Regions from separate parts of the Rattus norvegicus genome. Here region 2 is linked to region 1. Evidence: chromatin contacts called from public Hi-C data. All regions are on one chromosome and are shown on one strand. The core of a region is the stretch at or near the end of the contact, and the rest is flanking DNA. Distances in the headings are between cores, read along the strand shown. Region 1 has its middle 30 kb from the start of Tcf23. Region 2 holds the start of Dpysl5 (dihydropyrimidinase-like 5).

Region 1 (3,063 bases), core at 25-2,524:
TCTACCTGGGTTTCTGTCTGTCTGCTAGTCACAGGTGGTAGTTCTGACACAGAGGTGGGCAAGAAATGGCTGTTCCGGAGGGCTAAACTAGCCCACGGTAAAGAAATGACCTGAGACCTGCACCACTGCAGCCTCTTCGCCGAACTGAAGTCCTTATCAGTCTGTCAATCTCAGCAGACAGTTTCTGTCAGGAGTTTTCACTCACTCAGTGGTGTCGACCTATGGGAGACCGATTCAGAATTGTGACCAGCCTAAGGCTAGCGAGATGGCTCAGAGGTTACAGATTACTGACTGCTCTTCCAAAGGTCCTGAGTTCCATTCCCAGCAACAACATGGTGGCTCACAACCATCTGTAATGAGATCTGATGCCCTCTTCTGGTGTGTCTGAGGACAGCTATAGTGTATTTATATTTAATAAATAAATAAATCTTAAAAAAAAAAAAAAGACTAGCGTAGGCTCCACAGGATGCTCGCATCTCAAAAGCAAACTAGAATTGCAGCAACAATAACGTTCAGGTGAACAATGTCTTTGTCAACAATTTCCAAAACCCAGAAGCCATAAAAGATTGAACATTGTCTTCATAAGATTTTAGTTTGTTGTTCTTTATTTTTTTATTTAGATTTTAATTTTTATGCATATATCCTCTGCCTGAGCAGTCAGTGCTCTTAACCACAGAGCCACCGTTCTGGTCCCTGGTTTTGTTTGCCTGGTATTTTTTGGGTTTTTTTTGTTTTTGTTTTTGTTCTTGAAATAAGGTTATCCTTGTGCTAAATCAGCCTTGAATTTTCTGTGTCTTAAGGATGACCTTGACCTTTACCTTCTGCCTCTACCTCAGGACCAGGTCCAGCATGACAAAAGTTCAGTGTTCTAGTTCAAGGTGGACCTTTAGCAAGCACTAGCCCTAAAGGAAAGGGAAAGACGGGTGAGAAGGGAACTAGAACCCAAGACAGTGCAGGCTTTTATTGAGGGGGAAGCCAGTGTAACAGCCACTTATGGTGGCTAGGAAAGCTTCCTGATCCTCCAGAGGACCTGTTCCCAGCACCCACACCAGGGAGCTCACATCTACCTATAATGTCAGTTCCAGAGCCAGCCTCTGGCACCTGCACATCATGATTTACATAAGCTCACTTAGACACACACAGAATAGTGTAAATAAAATTTCTTTTTGACCTAGATTGGCCTAAGAATGTCGAGCCATGAGTAAGGGGGTTTGCGGGTGGCTGTGGAAGGGATCTAGGAAAATGAGCTATTGGAGTCCTGGAATGTTGGTCCCTGTGGTTTTGGGACTGTGTCACCACTCAGGAATTTTTAAGAGTAGTGTAGCTGCGACTGACTGCTACATTAGAGGGCAGGCGTTGTTTTCCTAAGTGGTTCCAAGGCCCCCATAGGGCTAAGCACTCAACAGTCACTTATCCACTAATTGCTGCTTACTTGCTTTAAAAGGAAACCGTGTGACAGAACAACAATAGTGGCTTCCCTCTAGGACCTAGGACCTCCTGAGCTACAGGCTTACAAAACCAACTGTGAGTCTCACTGGTGAAGACTGCTGCAGGTCCAAGCAGAAAGCAGTTGGTTGCCCTTTTAACAGTCATGTCAACCAGCGGGCACGCCTTGTCTGCAGCTCCCTCTTCAGCCTCCAGCGTTCACCATTTGGTAATATCAATGTCTTCTCCTTCAGTAGCCTACACAGTGCCTTCTCACACTATGAAAGCCAGCCGGTAGGGAAGAAGCTTTTAGATCATTGAGTGACAGCCTCAACACTCTTAATTTTACCTTTTAATACCTTTTAATTCATATTAGTTTGTTTGTTTGCTTGTTTGTTTGACTGTGATTCTGGGGATCAAGTTCCTGTGAGGCAACCTTTGTAGCAGCTGAACTACACCCTTCTCTGTTTTGTTGTTTTGAGGCCGTCTGGCTGACCTGTTACTTACTATGTAGATGGGCCTGACCTCAACTTTTAATATCCTCCTGCCTCAGCTTCCGGAGTCCTGGGATTACAGATATGCTGTGGCCCAGGTTGGTGCCTTAAACTCCCTATGTAGCCAAGAGTGATCCTGGACTTCTGTTCCTCTTGCCTCCACTGCTGTGATGCGGGGACTACAGACAGGTGACACGGTGCCTACACGGTTTTATTTTTTTTATTTTTATTTTTTGGTTCTTTTTTTTTTCGGAGCTGGGGATCGAACCCAGGGCCTTGCGCTTCCTAGGCAAGCGCTCTACCACTGAGCTAAATCCCCAACCCCCTACACGGTTTTATTTTTGAGATACGGTCTCATTCATTTGCCCGGGCTGGTACTGAACTCACTCTGAAGCTCAGACAGACCTTGAGTTCGTGATCCTCCTGGCTCAGCCTCCCAACTGGATAGGATTACAAGTCTGAACTTCCACAGCCAGCTCACTTTTTCTTAATAAAATACGGAAATGAGATCTGTATGTGTACCATCATGATATTAGTAGATTTACAATATTGTGTGGTGAAGTATGCAGAGGTCATATGAAATCTACTTCAGCTGGGCCTCATGGCAAAAGAGCTGTAACCCAGCTATTCAAGAAACTGAGCAAGGCTGGAGAGACTCAGTTGTCAAGCGCTCTGGCTCCTACGTGGTGGCCCACAACTGGCTATCCCTACAACCTGAGGGAAACCAGCGCCCTCTTCTGACCGCCATGGGTACTGCACATGCATGGTACACAGACATACATGCTGGCAAAACATCCACATACATAGAATAAAAGTAAAATTGAAGACCTTTAAATTTCTCAAAAGAAAGAAACTGAAGGAGGGGACAAGCCTGAGAATTTTCAAGACCCTATCTCAAGGTAAAAGAATAATTTAAAAGAACTTAGGATACACTTCAGTGGTAGAGCTCATGCCTAGCATGTGAGTTCAATCCAATCCTAGTACTACAAAACAAAGAACAACTGTGGTTGTTTAACCTCTAGAATGCCCTCACCTAGATAAGAACAGAAGGTAATTAAAAACCCTTCCCTGATGCCAACAGTTGCTCTCTCCAGTGTGATGTCATTATCTTTCTGACTTTGTGATTAATCACTCCTTTGCTTTA
Region 2 (3,208 bases), core at 583-3,082, 280 kb before region 1:
AAAAGTTGATGATCAGAGGCCCTTGTTGCTCAGAGCTAGCTAGGTGTTTCATTACATCTTCCAGAGGGGCGCGATGCATTTTGCAAAAATTTCCCTCGACAGTCTGGAAGACTAGACAGGGCCTTAAACTGAAGCATATCTCTCTCTCTCTCTCTCTCTCTCTCTCTCTCTCTCTCTCTCTCTCTCTCTCTCACACACACACACACACACACAGCACTCTAGTATTAGTGGTGTTTTGAAGATGGCCCTAAGTTCCTTGCTCACTACCAGAAAAAAATTTCCCCTCTTAGAGTTGGAGACCAAATGGAGTAACCCTGCATCCCCTAGGTGCACGCCTGTGTGACCCTAAACGCATCCAGAATGGATCGCGGAGCACATGGCCCAATGGGACCCACACTTTGGAGACTGGAGGTCCTCTAACGGGCAGTTGGGTGTACATTTGGTTAAAATTCAGAGGATCCCGCTCCCTCCACCCGAAACACGATTGTAAAACACGATTTTCTTTGAAAATAGCCTTAGAGAAAAGCACTTCAGGAAAGCAGCCAAGGTACTCACACCCCATCCCCACCCCCGGAGCTGAGGGAAGCCCTGAAAAGAACTGGCTTCTTCAACAGCAGTTGGAGATCCCCAGGAATCCAGGGTAGTGGGGGAGGGGGCAGTATTGATGTTGCATTTCAACACGGGGTTTGCAACACCGTTGGGGTGACGTCAAGTGAGGAGAGGCAAATTCTGAAGCCGTACTTAAACTGTCACAATAATGATAGACTGACCTGTGTTAGTCTCAGGGAAAGGCTTGAGCCGTAGATTAGTTAAGGAAAAAGGACTGTCCTCCGGCTCCATTTACATGATTATTTGTGGTTAAGTCAAGTGTGTACTAAAAAAGGTGAAACTGGACCAGGCGCGGCGGTGTACATCTGAAATCCCACCACTCGGGAGACAGAGGCAGGGGGTTCACTGCAAGTTCTAGGCTAGCAGAGGCTACATAACAAGACAGTCAAAACAACAGCAACCAGGAAATAAAGATGGAGAGATGCTGATGTGAACTGAGTTTAACACACACACACACACACACACACACACACACACTTTCCAGAGGTTTCACTAGCTTTTAAAGGAGATGTCAAAAATAGGATAGGATCTGGGCTGGATATAGACGTCCAAGCGCTGCGCTGGACAAAACAGTGGTTCCCAAACCTCAAGGGAAGGCAGGTGCGGAACTGAGGCGCCCAGAGTGCCCGTCCCCTTGGTCTATGAGAACAGTTTTCCTGTACTGACCACCCTCGCCCTTTACAGTCTGCAATCCCGTCAGTCTCAGACTCGGTAGGTCGTTAACCCGATGGCGCAAGTGGGGACCCGCAGCCTCGGAGAGACCCCGCCACCGCATTGTTTCAGCCCCTGCGGGTGGGGTCTTGCAGAGGGAGGGGATGCGATGTGTCCTCCGGAGCCGCCTCATACCCTCCCAGGGGACTCGAGCCATACCGCCACAGAGCCGGGCCTTTGTGAAATGTCGCTAGTTACCATGGGACCAGAAAGGAACGCTGAGAATGGCGCTTAGAGAGCTGGGGGTTGTCGAGGTTCTGGGGCCATGCCCTCTGTCCCCTCTTGGACCCCGGGCCTGCAACAAGGACTGTCGGGATTTGTAGTCCCAAAGGCGGCGGCCGCGCGGAGGATGCGGGGCGCTGCTGGTCCCGCCTCCGCCTAACCTGCTAGCGCGAGGTGGCGAGCACTGGGGCGGAGCCCTCGGATCCGTGATTGGCCCAGGCGGCTCCCAGCCCCCACCCCGCGTCCCCACCCCCGCTCGCCACTCGGGACTCCAGCTCCGGGCGCGCAAGGCAGCCACCGAGAGAGCGCGCTAGCAGCGGCTCCCGCCCCGTGCACCCGCAGCTACCGCGCCGCGGCGAGACCCAGAGACCGACCGACGGACCCGCACAATCGCAGCATCCTGGAGGAGTGGGTGATGGCGAGGGGAGGGTGGTGGGCTTGATCTTCCCAGGCTGAAGCATCCACCCCTCTTTCAGTTTCTTCCTGAGGCGCACAAAAGGGAGGGAATTGGGATGCGCCTAGGCTCCCCCAGCTGCTGAAAGAGATGTTTAGGATTCGGGGAGATCCGGACTAAGGTGGGGCGCCAAGTCAGGGTCTTTGTACGCCCACGGGGCTGGGCTTGGCGCCTTGCGACGCCTAAGGCGTTTAGTGTGTGCTGGGGAGATTTCCAAATAACTAGAGTAAGGAGGCGACCAAGTTGAAGGGGTTCACGCCTAGCACCCAGTAGTCGCGCCGCCGTAGCTGATCGACGTGCAGTAAATGGCTAAAAGGTGGGAATGTGTGAGGGGCATTTTCTCTGGTGGCCGGACCTGCCCTCTTCTACGTCCCTGGATCGCCGCTGTCCCTGGTTCCCACCCACTGCCTAGATTTACTGTCCTTGCTTTCTTTCGCCTCGGGCTTGATATCTGCCTAACGTGGTCCAAAGCCCGACCATCTGTATCCTCTGTCCCTAAGCAGAGCGGAGGCCCTTGAGGCACCTGCTGAAACCACAAAGGCCTCTTGCATCTGCCCAGCCCCTAGCGGCGCGGCGCTAGGTCTCTCCGCTGGAGCCCTGTCGCCAAGTCTGCCACGCAGCTTCGATCTCGGCGAGTGAGGGACATCGACGCCCCGGGCCTGGGTAGCTGGCTGGGACAAACCGGGGTAGAGGCCTGGATTTGAGCCGAAACCGGGAGATGGGTGGGGACAGGTGATCGAATCTAGGGGAGGAGGTTTGAGAAGGATTGAGAATTGGGTGGGAGGCGGGTCTGAAGCTTCGCGCAGGTGGCGCCGAGGCGAGGCTGCTCTGAAGAATGAAGAGGGGAGGGGAGATGAAGGGAGGGTGGAGACCTCTGGGGTTTGAGGAGAGTAGACAGACATGGGGAGGGGTCCTCCTCATGAAGCGGGTAGGGCAGGAGGGGCGAATCTTCGCCTGAAAGACTCCAGCTCTAGGCCAGTCGCTGTTCGGCCTAAGACTCTGACTGGGCGTGGTCCTTGGATTGGGCCAGGGAGCTCGGGTGGCGGGTCCCCGACAGGGCTGGGCTGGCTCGTCTAGGAGCTTTGTTTCTAAGCTTAGAACAACCGAAGGGGACTCGTTTAGGATTTTATGATAATCCGCAGCGCCCCCCCGGCACGCCCTGTTCGCGCGGAGCTGAAAGGCTTTGCCCAGCGGCAGATGCTGCCCGGGAGG

Evidence for each region. A called contact is a pair of places that touch in the nucleus more often than the background predicts.
Region 2: a contact with region 1 is called in a Hi-C map of the A7r5 cell line, with 2.9 times the contacts expected there. The contact joins the promoter of Dpysl5 here to the enhancer-like site in region 1. A contact is called at or near these places in 3 of 12 Hi-C or Micro-C datasets (the A7r5 cell line, kidney and mammary epithelial cells).

Annotation. Positions count from the first base shown.
Region 1 is chr6:31,095,207-31,098,269 of GRCr8, reverse strand. No RefSeq gene overlaps it. Among named protein-coding and RNA genes, the nearest start is that of Tcf23, 30 kb to the left of the region's middle. Within about 2 kb of position 1,274, at least 10 of the 93 cell types and tissues checked have an H3K27ac peak or open chromatin away from gene starts, as enhancers often do. A contact at or near this core is called in the A7r5 cell line, where this site is marked.
Region 2 is chr6:31,377,972-31,381,179 of GRCr8, reverse strand. Dpysl5 (dihydropyrimidinase-like 5) reads left to right here and starts at 1,832. Exons shown (of 13, transcript NM_023023.1): 1 at 1,832-1,950.